Linked DNA regions of Mus musculus: regions 2, 3 and 4 are each linked to region 1. A link is a contact called in public Hi-C, HiChIP or PLAC-seq and promoter capture Hi-C data. All regions are on one chromosome and are shown on one strand. The core of a region is the stretch at or near the end of the contact, and the rest is flanking DNA. Distances in the headings are between cores, read along the strand shown. Region 1 holds the start of Cyp17a1 (cytochrome P450, family 17, subfamily a, polypeptide 1). Region 2 overlaps Nt5c2 (5'-nucleotidase, cytosolic II). Region 3 overlaps Sufu (SUFU negative regulator of hedgehog signaling). Region 4 overlaps Cnnm2 (cyclin M2).

What was found. Promoter capture Hi-C pulls out the DNA fragments that hold promoters and counts their contacts. Hi-C and Micro-C count contacts between places; a contact is called where the count stands out from the background. HiChIP or PLAC-seq counts read pairs in DNA pulled down with a chosen protein or histone mark.
Region 2: a contact with region 1 is called in a promoter capture Hi-C map of stem cell-derived epiblast-like cells, with 5 times the contacts expected there. The contact joins the enhancer-like site here to the promoter of Cyp17a1 in region 1. A contact is called at or near these places in 21 of 39 promoter capture datasets (3T3-L1-derived adipocytes, the C10 cell line, the HPC-7 cell line and 13 more), 1 of 15 datasets of contacts at CTCF or cohesin (the NIH/3T3 cell line), 5 of 484 Hi-C or Micro-C datasets (the G1E-ER4 cell line, embryonic stem cells, growing oocytes and 1 more), 3 of 115 datasets of contacts at active chromatin or transcription factors (cardiomyocytes, embryonic stem cells and microglia) and 2 of 9 other capture datasets (adipose tissue and liver).
Region 3: a contact with region 1 is called in a Hi-C map of liver, with 2.5 times the contacts expected there. The contact joins the enhancer-like site here to the promoter of Cyp17a1 in region 1. A contact is called at or near these places in 5 of 484 Hi-C or Micro-C datasets (B cells, Th1 cells, embryonic stem cells and 1 more) and 2 of 9 other capture datasets (adipose tissue and liver).
Region 4: a contact with region 1 is called in an H3K27ac HiChIP or PLAC-seq map of embryonic stem cells, with 14 read pairs. The contact joins the enhancer-like site here to the promoter of Cyp17a1 in region 1. A contact is called at or near these places in 9 of 39 promoter capture datasets (the C10 cell line, HPC-7-derived erythroid cells, cranial neural crest and 6 more), 1 of 15 datasets of contacts at CTCF or cohesin (the NIH/3T3 cell line), 3 of 484 Hi-C or Micro-C datasets (bone marrow-derived macrophages, differentiating embryonic stem cells and pancreatic cancer cells), 7 of 115 datasets of contacts at active chromatin or transcription factors (bone marrow-derived macrophages, embryonic fibroblasts, embryonic stem cells and 1 more) and 5 of 9 other capture datasets (adipose tissue, embryonic stem cells, liver and 2 more).

Annotation. Positions count from the first base shown.
Region 1 is chr19:46,671,598-46,674,302 of GRCm38.p6, forward strand. Cyp17a1 (cytochrome P450, family 17, subfamily a, polypeptide 1) reads right to left here and starts at 1,403. Exons shown (of 8, transcript NM_007809.3): 1 at 950-1,403. The coding sequence starts at 1,246. All of the region lies in intron 1 of Gm41857 (predicted gene, 41857), which reads left to right. It also overlaps the pseudogene Gm6967. RefSeq lists a promoter at 1,271-2,320 and a cis regulatory region at 1,544-1,643.
Region 2 is chr19:46,891,742-46,894,446 of GRCm38.p6, forward strand. Nt5c2 (5'-nucleotidase, cytosolic II) reads right to left here. Exons shown (of 18, transcript NM_029810.5): 11 at 1,778-1,819; 12 at 764-871; 13 at 494-560. Among named protein-coding and RNA genes, the nearest start is that of Nt5c2, 69 kb to the right of the region's middle. Within about 2 kb of position 1,305, at least 35 of the 459 cell types and tissues checked have an H3K27ac peak or open chromatin away from gene starts, as enhancers often do. A contact at or near this core is called in the NIH/3T3 cell line, where this site is marked.
Region 3 is chr19:46,451,215-46,453,919 of GRCm38.p6, forward strand. It overlaps Sufu (SUFU negative regulator of hedgehog signaling), which reads left to right. Exons shown (of 12, transcript NM_001025391.2): 7 at 1,948-2,101. Among named protein-coding and RNA genes, the nearest start is that of Trim8, 49 kb to the right of the region's middle. Within about 2 kb of position 1,372, at least 134 of the 459 cell types and tissues checked have an H3K27ac peak or open chromatin away from gene starts, as enhancers often do. A contact at or near this core is called in B cells, adipose tissue and liver, where this site is marked.
Region 4 is chr19:46,834,921-46,837,625 of GRCm38.p6, forward strand. The region is part of intron 1 of Cnnm2 (cyclin M2); the gene reads left to right. Among named protein-coding and RNA genes, the nearest start is that of Cnnm2, 75 kb to the left of the region's middle. Within about 2 kb of position 1,366, at least 17 of the 459 cell types and tissues checked have an H3K27ac peak or open chromatin away from gene starts, as enhancers often do. A contact at or near this core is called in bone marrow-derived macrophages, embryonic stem cells and hematopoietic stem and progenitor cells, where this site is marked.

The sequences.
Region 1 (2,705 bases), core at 153-2,652:
GTCTAAGTCTTCATTCTCCATCCCCGACTCTCCCCAAAACCCACCAGGCTAGTCTCTTATTCACAGGGTGGTGGTGATGGTTTTATTCCCTTCCTTCCTTCCTTCCTTCCTTCCTTCCTTCCTTCCTTCCTTCTCCCCGTATAGCATTGGCAAGACCAGGCTGCCCTCAAACCCAGAGATTTACCTGCCTCTGCCTCTGCCTCCCAAGTGCTAGCCTTAAAGGCGTGTGCTGCCGTCACCTGGCCCAGTTTATTCCTTTGCTTCTGAGAGGAACCCAAACCTGAGAGAGCCTGGCAGTTGGGCAGCCACGCTGGCTGACCAGCGCATGGAAAAGGAATTTGTTTTGGCCTGTTAAAAGCTGAGGCTGGTCGTCCTCTATCGGGGTACCCAGGGGAACACTTGCAACAGGGTCATGGGAGCACAGGTGGTGTTTGTAGGATGGCTACTCAACAGTCAGCACAAATGAGAACAGATGCCCCAAGATACTACTGTATGTCCCTGTCCCTTGTCCCCTCTCCCCCTGTAATATTCCCCCAGCTATCTGTGAGCCAAAGCCATATAAGAGAAACTGCAGTCCTAGCCCTCCATGATGCCAGCCGCTTCTCCAAGCATCTTCTGGTGGAGGATGCAATCACTGCCCTATTTCCCAACAATGTCACACTTATAGAGAACTTTAGCTCTGGGTCTGGGCTAAAGGCTTTGCCTGGATATTCTAGAATGATTATCGTATCATAGAGGGGAAGGTGAGTGGCATACAGGCTTCTCAGCTCTGCAGGTCCCTGCACCATCTTGCTAGACAAGCCATTCAAGGGTTTTCCCGTTAATTCCTCCTTCCCAGTTTAGAGGTTCGGTAGGGTCTTGAGGGAGCAGTCCCACAAGTCTGATTTTGAAAGAAATAAGAACTGTACAACCCCAGGGACCGAGGAAGAGGAGGGTTGGCACTGCTTACCATCTGGGGCCGACCAGAGAATTCTTTCCCCTTCTTCACGAGCACTTCTCTGGCCAGCTGATAGTGACCGACAATCACTGCAGTTGTGGTACCCAGGCGAAGAGAATAGATGGGACCATACTTTTCCTGCAGCTTGAAGAAGTTGGCATGCATATGACCACGTCTGGGGAGAAACGGTAGACTACCCACCAGGGGCAGGAATGGAAGGCTCCTGGGGAACTTGGCATTAGGTGTCTTTGACTTGGGCCAAAAGAAATAGGCCAGGATGAGCAGCAAGAGACCCACAAGTTCCCACATGGCAGCCAGGTGTAGGCAGATGGCCAGCTGTGGAGTGGAGAAGCTACAGCAATTTCAGCAGAGAAGGAGAACTTTTAAAAGGCGTTTCTGATTGTCACCTTGAAGACGTGTTATCTCTTGGCCTGCAGAAGTTTATCCTGGAGTGTCTCCAAGCCTGAGTCCTCACCCAGAAAAGGGAGAGGAGAGGGAATTTGGCCTCCACAAGGGCTGGCTCAGATTAAGGACGAACTCCTGGAGGAGGAGCTGGCTAAAGAGCAGAGAGTTGGTCATCTCCCTGGGGCTTCTGCGCTATGGATCCTCCCAGAGGCAAATGCTATCAGATTAAGATCAAGGTTTCAGAGTGCGTGCTGTAATGTCAAAAGTGCTGCACAGTTAATAATTAATGTCATCAGGTTGCAGCTAGCCAAAGCTGTCAAAGAGACTTCAGTCTTATTATCTGATAGTTGAGGAGAGAGAGGTCTTTTAGGGTTAGTTTGCATAAGGTCACACAAGGCAGTGATGATAAGAATCCAGAAGTCATAGGCTTTCAGGTACACAGAACATCAGCTCAAGGGCCATTGCAGGTCTCTGTTCAAATAGCTTGGTTACTTTCTAGGTACATTCTCTTGAATGGGCTATTTAATATTTTCTGGAAATAAATGATTTTGTCATGTTACTATGTATAAAACGTAAAATGCATCATTTAAAATACTTTAACTAAGAGCTGGAGAGATGGCTCAGCAGTCAAGATGCCTCGTTGCTCTTCCAGAAGACCCAGGTTAGATTCCCAGCACTGACATGGTAGCTCACAACTTTCTGTACCTCTGGTTCCAGGAAAGCACCTTCTGGCCCCTGAAAGCACCCCCAACACACACGGTCTGCATACATACATGCAGGTAAAACACTCATGCCTATAAAATAATAAAACACTAGTTAAAAATCATATAAAATATCTAACTAGTATCTTAAACACAAAAATTACAGAGTAACATTTTAATTGTCATTTTAAAAATTTATTACATTTGAGCCATCTCTCTGCCTCTTTAATCATTTTTAAAGGTACATTTTAGGGACGGCAATGCCAATACTCAGCTGTAATCCCAGCAGACACAGGAGGGTTGGGCCAGCCTCAGTTTCATAGGAAGTCTGAAGTCACCCTGGGCTATAAAACACTATGGCCCACTCAAGATCAACAGCAAAAGTTTACATTTTAGGCGTATATATATATATATATATATATATATATATATATATATATGTATTGTGCAGCGAATTTTATTGATGGTATTCAAGAGGGTAGGGAGGGCTCCCTAGGCCCCTCCTGTTATTATGGGGGTCTGGGATGGAAATTGTGAGGGAGATGCTCAGAGTTGGGCTAGGGACTCCTCAGCAACCGAGGGCCTCTCTCTTGCTCTCAGTGTCCTTGCTGGGGTGGGTGGTCCAGGGTTTCTTACTCCTTGAAGGCCATGTAGGCCATGAG
Region 2 (2,705 bases), core at 55-2,554, 220 kb after region 1:
ATATATGCTAAAGACATTTATAATTACAGGAAAGGAGCCTTTCTGAAAGACAAAGGTTAAGCTCTATCTCCCGTGTAAGAACCCCAGGAAGGCAGTATCAGAACCCCAGTATCAGTGCTTATGCAGCATGTGAGAGGCCTCGCTCGGGTCTGTCTTCAGAGCCACCAAAGGTACCATGACCAGTTCTCATCACACATTTAACATTAAGTTGGCTCTACTCAACTGCTTCTGACTCTTGACATTAAATGCAGCTACATGGCTTTAAGAAAAGAAAAATCCCAAAATGGTTTCAGAACTGAGACAAACCCTCAACAGAGGACAGAAGGATCTTTTCAGTAAAAGTTAACCCTCCTGGCTTTCCCTGCAGATGACTCGGAAGATGACATTTCTGGTCCTGTTATGTGGTACTCTGCTGAGAATTTTCACAGTGAAGCCAAAGATCACCATGCAGAGGTGCCCAGAACAAAGGGAGACAGACAGACAGTTCACTCACCCCCTGAGTAGACAATGCCGTGCTGCAGGGGGCCCGTGTAGGTGCCAATTTTCAGTTTTCCAGTTTTCTGGGTAGAGAGAATAAAGACTGAAATTTTGTGGCATTTGACCACGCTCTCTCCCAGGCCACCTGACCCAAGCACCCATTCTTCTTAAACTCTATTGGGCTAGGTCAGATCAGATCACACTCCCAACTTCAAGAGAGAAGTTACGGCCATGGAAAGGTGAGCATGAAGGAGCATGTCCTAGAACACACTGCCTTCTCACTTACAGTGTCCACCTGACGCAGCACTGTGCCTTCTCCAAAAAAGAGTGGTTTCCGAGCATCCACCAAAATCAGGTCAAAGTAGGACTGCCACGGCCGGTGGGAGCTCCCGGGCTGGGGACAGAGTCAGCACAGTCACATCACGAACCCCTCAGACTTAAGGAAGTCATCAACGACAAGGAAATTTAGAATAAGGTTTTGGGGAGCTGACAGTGTGAGTAATGATCGGCTTTGATAACTCCACAGTGTGAATTATTTATCTCTGAAGTATAGCAATTTATTTCACAGTGCTTTTAAACATGAAGTATGAGAAAAGCTAGGCAGATGAAAGCTACAATTCAAGGGACAAACTGGGGAGGTTCTATTTGTTCTCAGACCGACTGTTCTAGGTTGCCACTGGCCTCTCAGCTCATCCCAGAGATGGCATCTATGCCGACTAACACTCTTGGCATTCTGAGATGGAACTATGATGCTAACCTTTTCAAGCCAGCCTGAAGGGTACTACACAATGTAATTTTAGTATTTGCTGAAGCTTACTCATGGAAGCCAAGGATTAAAATTCTTAAGTGTATGACTAAGCTGCAGGCTTTGTTCTTTAGTCTAAGTGTGCTCATACCACAGAAAGACTTAAACACCAAAGTTAGCCTCTTTCTCGGTGCAACACTTAACAGTAACTATCTAGAAACTGTCAAGGATGTCCACATGACATCATGTTTCTGTTAAACTAGCATCACCCTCAACCTATGACTCCTCACAACACACACAACTCTGCTCTAAAACTTACTTTAATCCTATTCACTACAGACTACATAAACATTCATTTTATTTCTATCTAGTAAATATTTAGATTACTGGAGATTTTTAATTCTTCTAGTCCTGGATTACTTCTTTCAATGCTGATTAAACACTAGGCCTTCTAAAACTAGGATTTTCTAGGAGGATTAAATGGATTCATTATTAGTTAATACAAGGTATAGTAAATTAGTTTAAAAAATGACATATAATAAATTACTATAATACCTTGGGGCCATGCGGGAAATCAAACAGGTAAGTCATGATTTTCTGGGGAAAGAGAAAGGTGCACATGTGACTTCTGCTCAAGACAGACACAGGCTTTCTACATGTGAGATGGGCGGCATCCTTATCTTCTCCACAGCTCATGAAATCACGGCAGAGGAAGTTAAAAACTAATGCTTCATCAGGCAAAGGCACAGACACGAGTTCCCCACCTTCCCCAGACAGCTCTCCTGAAGTCACGTGTGGAGATAACAAACATGGGGCTCAGAGAAAAGCAATGACTCCCACAAGCTGGCGCACTGCATTTTATTTCAGTGCACGGGGGCAGGGGCAGAACTTTCTGCTAGGATTTTAGCCTACAATTGCATCAGCAAAAGTAAGGTGTTTGAATTTGGACTTTGTGTGGTTTGTTCCCCCCTTCTGTATCCTTTAACCATCATTTTTTTTTAATTTATTTATTTAATGTATATGAGTACACGGTCTCTATCTTCATGCACACCATAAGAGGGCATCAGATCTCATTACAGATGGTTGTGAGCCACCATGTGGTTGCTAGGAATTGAACTCAGGATCTCTGGAAGAGCAGTTGGTGCTTTTAACCACTGAGCCATCTCTCCAGCCCCCTTAGCCATCATTTTTTAAAATTTAAATATTAAGAGGTGGTAAGTTTTGATTTCTAAGATTCAAAAGATTGTTATCATCTTTCATTACAGGATTTCCAACAGCAAGAGGATGTAAAAGAAAGACTGTGATTTCTCAGATATACATAAATAATGCTCTTAAAAGGAAGAGAAGTCATTATATTAGCACAAAGCCTTTAAATAACTTTCCCAAATTAAAACTTTTAAATAGCCACTATAACAGTCAAAAAAAGGATGCTTAGGAAAAACTGCAGTAACTCCGCATGTCTGTGTCCTATGCACTGTTAGCC
Region 3 (2,705 bases), core at 122-2,621, 220 kb before region 1:
ACCAACAAAGAAAGGTAATCATAAGGAATATTGCTTCTTTCCCTACTCCTCCATTTTACCACATTTTCAGGGAGCTGCCCTCCCCTGTATCAGACAGCAGCACAGGCTATGCTGACCCCACAGCCCATTGCAGGATGCTGATTGGTCTAATGATCCTGTCATTCTTCCTAACTCACTCCCCAGCCCTGCCCAGGTAGGTTGGCACTCTCTGATGTGTGGAAGAGTCGTTAGACCCTGCCAGTCTGCAGCTGACACTACTGTGACTGCTTGGGACAGTGTCAGTGTCACTTTGTGGTTTAGAATAGATGGTTGCTTGGCACACAGCTGCATTCTGGAAGCCCCGGAGCATTGCTGCATTTCTTGCACACCATGCAGGGGTAGAAGCACCAGAGCCCAGCTCCTTCTGCTCACCTCGCAGCAGAGGCAGGCCATGGACATCTCTGAACTTGACATGTTTCTGTAAGGCTCCCATGGGCCTGTAAGGCAGGCCATGGCAGCGACTAGGCACTTCAAATTGTACAGTGGCGTGTAGTTTGCAGACCTATGGGGTCTTTGCTACCAACCTGTGAGTTCTGGGGCACACAGCCTCTTCCTTTACACATGAGGCTCCTCCACTTTCTGGGTACCTTTAACCCTGAAATGGTCTCGATGATGCCAGGGGTATCTCTGCTTCGAACCTGCTTTCTGTGTGGCTTCTGCTTATGTAAGAACCATGGAGGCTTCATCCCCTAAGCCTTGTTCTGCAGCCATGCTGGGACACAGCATGGGGCTCTGTAGGCTCTTGTTTATCTCCTATACTCAGAAAAAAACTTGGTCCCCTGAATTAGTAGAGCAAGCAGACCCTTCCCCTGAGGGTCTCAGGGCAGCTGCTGGCAAGAAAACTCAGGTTCTCCCCAAGCAGCTCCAGCCCCTCTCCTCTGCTCTGCCGGAAACAGCTAGAGCTGTGTCCTGCCTGCTGCCTGCCTGCCTCATCCAGGCAGCAAAAGCAGCAGAAGAGAGAAGAACGGGTGGCTTATGGATAGGAGACCATCTGTGACCAAGGCATAGAACAATGCCCTTGTCTAGGAGCCCTGGAGAGGGACAGACTGGCACAGGGACATGGGGGCTCTGAGGAGTTTTTCACAGGAGGCTTATTTGGCCTGTATGGCTGTTTATGGACAAGGTTGCTAGCGTCTTCCAGATGACCTTTGAGCCAAAGCCCAGCACCACAGAATTAAGTTTTACCAGAAAATCCAGCGATGTTTTGAGTACAACTCTTCCTTGAGGCCATTTGGAGAAAGTTTAGACTGAAGCGTGCCAATGTCTACACAAAGGCAAGGCCTCTGGGGAAGTGTGCACCCGTCACTGCCCTTCAGACCCCGATTGCAGCCTAGGAAATGGAAACGAACCCCATCCAGAGCCCTCTGCCAAAGTTAGCTGGCATAGAGGCACAGGGAGCACTTCTGCTCTGGGGCGATGGCCCCCTCTAGCTGTTATAATGAAGAACTGCAGGTATGGGTTCCCAAGTCAGGGCGGGCTTCTACCCTAACTCCTGTAGGGGGTGAGGTGGGGTATGTATGATCATTGTTGGAGGATCAGGAAGAGGGGAAGCCTTCCACCTTTCCTTAGAGAAATAGGTCTTGTCTCCTCCATCAGCTCTGAGGGCCACAGCTGTCGGGGCTGAAAGATGCACAAAGGCCTTTGTGCTGGATGTTGGTGGGAAGGAAGTGTCCAAGGCTCATTCCTGCTGCCTCCCCTAACCCTGTTCCCAGAGGAGTCCAGGGGCTGGCAGGGGCCGTTATGCTTGTAACAGAACAAGGTCAATGAGACCCTGATCTCATAGCAGCTGTCCATGCTCAGCACCTACAAGGGCTAATACTGGAAGTGGAGTGGCTGGGCCAGGGTCAGTAACCTTGGGGCACATGAGTTCACTGAAGGCACTCTGACTCTTTGGTTCTTTTCAAGCAGGAGAGAGTTGACAAAGGCATTGAGACAGACGGTTCTAACCTGAGCGGCGTCAGTGCCAAGTGTGCCTGGGATGACCTCAGCCGGCCTCCGGAGGATGAAGAGGATAGCCGGAGCATCTGCCTCGGCACACAGCCTCGGAGGCTGTCTGGCAAAGGTTGAGACCTTCCCTTGCCTTGCTCCCTTCCTTCCAGGTTCCCCAGGACAAGTCTCTAACTAAATAGCAGCCCACTCTGATTATTTTCTGACAAATGAATTTTTCCAATGTGGGTGAACTATATATGAGCATTATTGGCCTGTTTGTAGCTATTTCCTGTGTGCATTTCAAACACACTAGTATACTCTGTGTGTACACTCTGCCCCTTGGAATCTGACCTCATGTATGTGAGTATGAACCATGGAATAGTTAACAGAAAATGTACACAGTCCACCCAAAGACACTACAGCGTATGTTCACCACCACAGAACTGACACAGACCCCAGCTCTGGCCTGAAGGCCATGCCAAGCCTGAGAACCTCTCTCCTTGAACCTTCCTGGGCTTTTAATGAGAGGGAGCGAGTGTGAAGCCCGACACTGGCCTCCTCTGCAGTCCCAGAGTCTGTGGCAAGTTAGCTCCCTCTGCCTCTGCCTTCTGGGTAAGCTCTCGGAGGAGGAGGAGGATGTGGCGTCCTGTTGGATGCTCCCATGCTGCTCTTGGCTCCAGAAGGACTTGTGGGGTTTTTTTTGTTTTGTTTAGTTTTGTTTTGCTAAGGCTGTCCCT
Region 4 (2,705 bases), core at 116-2,615, 160 kb after region 1:
AATCAAAATAAGCATGTTACCTTTTATGATTGCACACAATAGAGTGTAGAAGCGCAAGTCTCCATGTTGTTCTTATGGAGCTTACTCTGAAGGACACAACTTGTCAATTTAAACCACAATACCATTGGCTTTTTCCTATAGTTTTTTTTTAATTGGTTATTTTATTTATTTACATTTCAAGTGTCATCTTTCCCAGTTTCCCCTCCGCAAACCCCCTACCATACTCCCCTACCCCTGCCTCAATGAGGGTGTTCCCCCACCCACCTGCCCACTCCTGCCTCACCGCCCTAGCATCCCCCTACGCTGGGGCATTGGACCTCCACAGGACCAAGAGCTTCCCCTCCCATTGATGCCAGATAAGGCAATCCTCTACTACATATGCAGTTGAATATTAGCCCCAAAACACGGAATACCCATGATATAACTCACAGACCATATGAAGCTCAAGAAAAAGGAAGATCAAAGTGTGGATGCTTCAGTCCTTAGAAGGGAAAACAAAATATTTACGGGATGTAGAGGGAGGGAGGGAGAGATCTGAGAGGGAGAGAGGAAGATGGGGGGAAGGGGGCAGGATCACGTGTGGGAGGAGACTGGGGGAGAAGTACAGAGGGTCATGAAACTGAATGGAGGTGTGTAGCAGTGGGGGTGGGGAACTGGGAGTAGCCACTAGAAAGTCCCAGATAACAGGGATGTAAGAGGTTCCCAGGACCCAACGGGGATGACATTAGCCTAAATACCCAATAACGGGGAGATAGAGATAGAATCTGTAGAGACCATAGCCAGTGGTTAGGCAGGGCCCCCAGTTGAGGGATGGGGCCACCCACTCATCTCAAAACTATTAACCAAGAATTGCTCCTGTCTCAAGGAAATGCTGGGACAAAGAGTGGAGCAGAGACTGAGGGAAAGGCCATCCAGAGACTGCCCCACCTAGTTTTTCTAAGAATGTACAAATAACACAGATGGGAACATTCCCTGAATAATATAGATTTTTCTTACTACAAGTAGGGTAGTTTCCATAACCACTTATTACTTACTGTTTTGTTCCTTAAGAGTTAAAGTTCTTCCATAACATAGATGTACTAGTACTTTTTAGACCAGGCTTCTATTGGTGAACACGGGGATATGTATGTGTGTGCATGTTATATGTGTGCACACTCACATGCATGTGTGCATATACGTGTATTAAATATAACCCATTCAGTCTGTATAGAATTGCTTGCATCTATGTTTTCAGGGCTGGCTGTTTGGTATTGGCTAACCAATGGTAAGCTCTTCCCTGGGAAGGCTGTTTCTCCCACTCTCAGCATTCCTTAGTTGTCTGTAGTTCTTTGTCTAGGTTTGAGGCCTTGTGCCCTTGACCCCTTTCACATTAGCATGTCTTTTGGAGTCATTCAAGTTCAGATCCTGTTTAGCCAACCATGTGGATGAGACATCCTGGGTGTAGCTTCTCTGACATTTCTAGGAGATACAGTCTCACAGCAAGCCTCCTGTTGCTTTAACACTGACCGTCTTTTCATGCCCTCTTCCACAGTGACCCCTGAGCCTTCCGTGCAGGGGCTGTGCTGTGGATGGATGAATCCGTTGGGACTGGGGTCCACAACTCTGTGTTTTGATCAGTTATGATTTGTGTAGTGGTCTATCTGTTGCAGAGGGAAGCTTCCTTGATGAGGGGCGAGGACTACACTCTAGGTTGTCTTCTGATCCGCACACATATGCTACAGCATGTGCTTCCCTGCTTTCACGCTTGTGAACATGCACCACATACTATAATAGGCAAATAAAAAAAGTTAAAAAATTGAGTGGGAGGAGATGGCTCAGCTGTAAAAGCATTTACGTTGTTCAACTCTGCCAGCCTGAGTCTGATGCCCAGGGCAGATAGAGCTGGCTCCTGCTGTGGCAGAACTGGTAAAATCATTTGGAGGAGGAAAGACTTGCTATGGCTCAAGGTTTGGGGGGGGTCTCAGCCAGGGGATACTTGGTCCCATTTCCCCTGGGCTTCTGGTGACAGAACATAGCTGGGGCTTCCTCACTGTCATCAGGAAGCACAGAGAGAGCAGGAGGAAGGGGCCAAGGACAAGATGTTGCTTTAGAGTACATACTGTTGGCGCTGGGGGCTGCCAGTGGTTAAGAGTGCTTTCTGTTTATCCAGACAACCTGAATTTGGTTTCCAACACTCACATTGGGTGGCTCGAGACCACCTGTAACTCCAGCTCCAAGGGACCTGACCCTCTCTTCTGACGTGGAGGGCACTTGAATACATGTGCATACATGTGAGATATACATACATGCACAGAGGATTAAATACAAAAAATTTAAACCCTGATATGCAGATTTTTTTTTTTTTAGACTCAACACTTGTTATCCAGAGGGCAGGAAAATCTGTAAGTTCGGAACCAGCTAGGGCTGTATTTGAGAGCCCATCTTTTAAGCGTGTGTCCGGGGCGGGCGGAGGGGGGCAGCATGCATGCACTTGTGCACTCTTTAAGTAAGATCCCTGTCTTGTTTCCACCAACTCCCAATAACCCATCTTCAAATTATGATGTCACCTAGTGGGTTGGTCCAACAGTGAGGTCAGCATACTCGGGATCTAGTCACTTCCCCAAAGCCCGTCTCTGCACACTGCTGCATCAGGGACCATGCCTTCAACATGGGATATTTAATATCCCAAGCATGATTTTGGGAGAATTTTTAGATACACTGAAGGA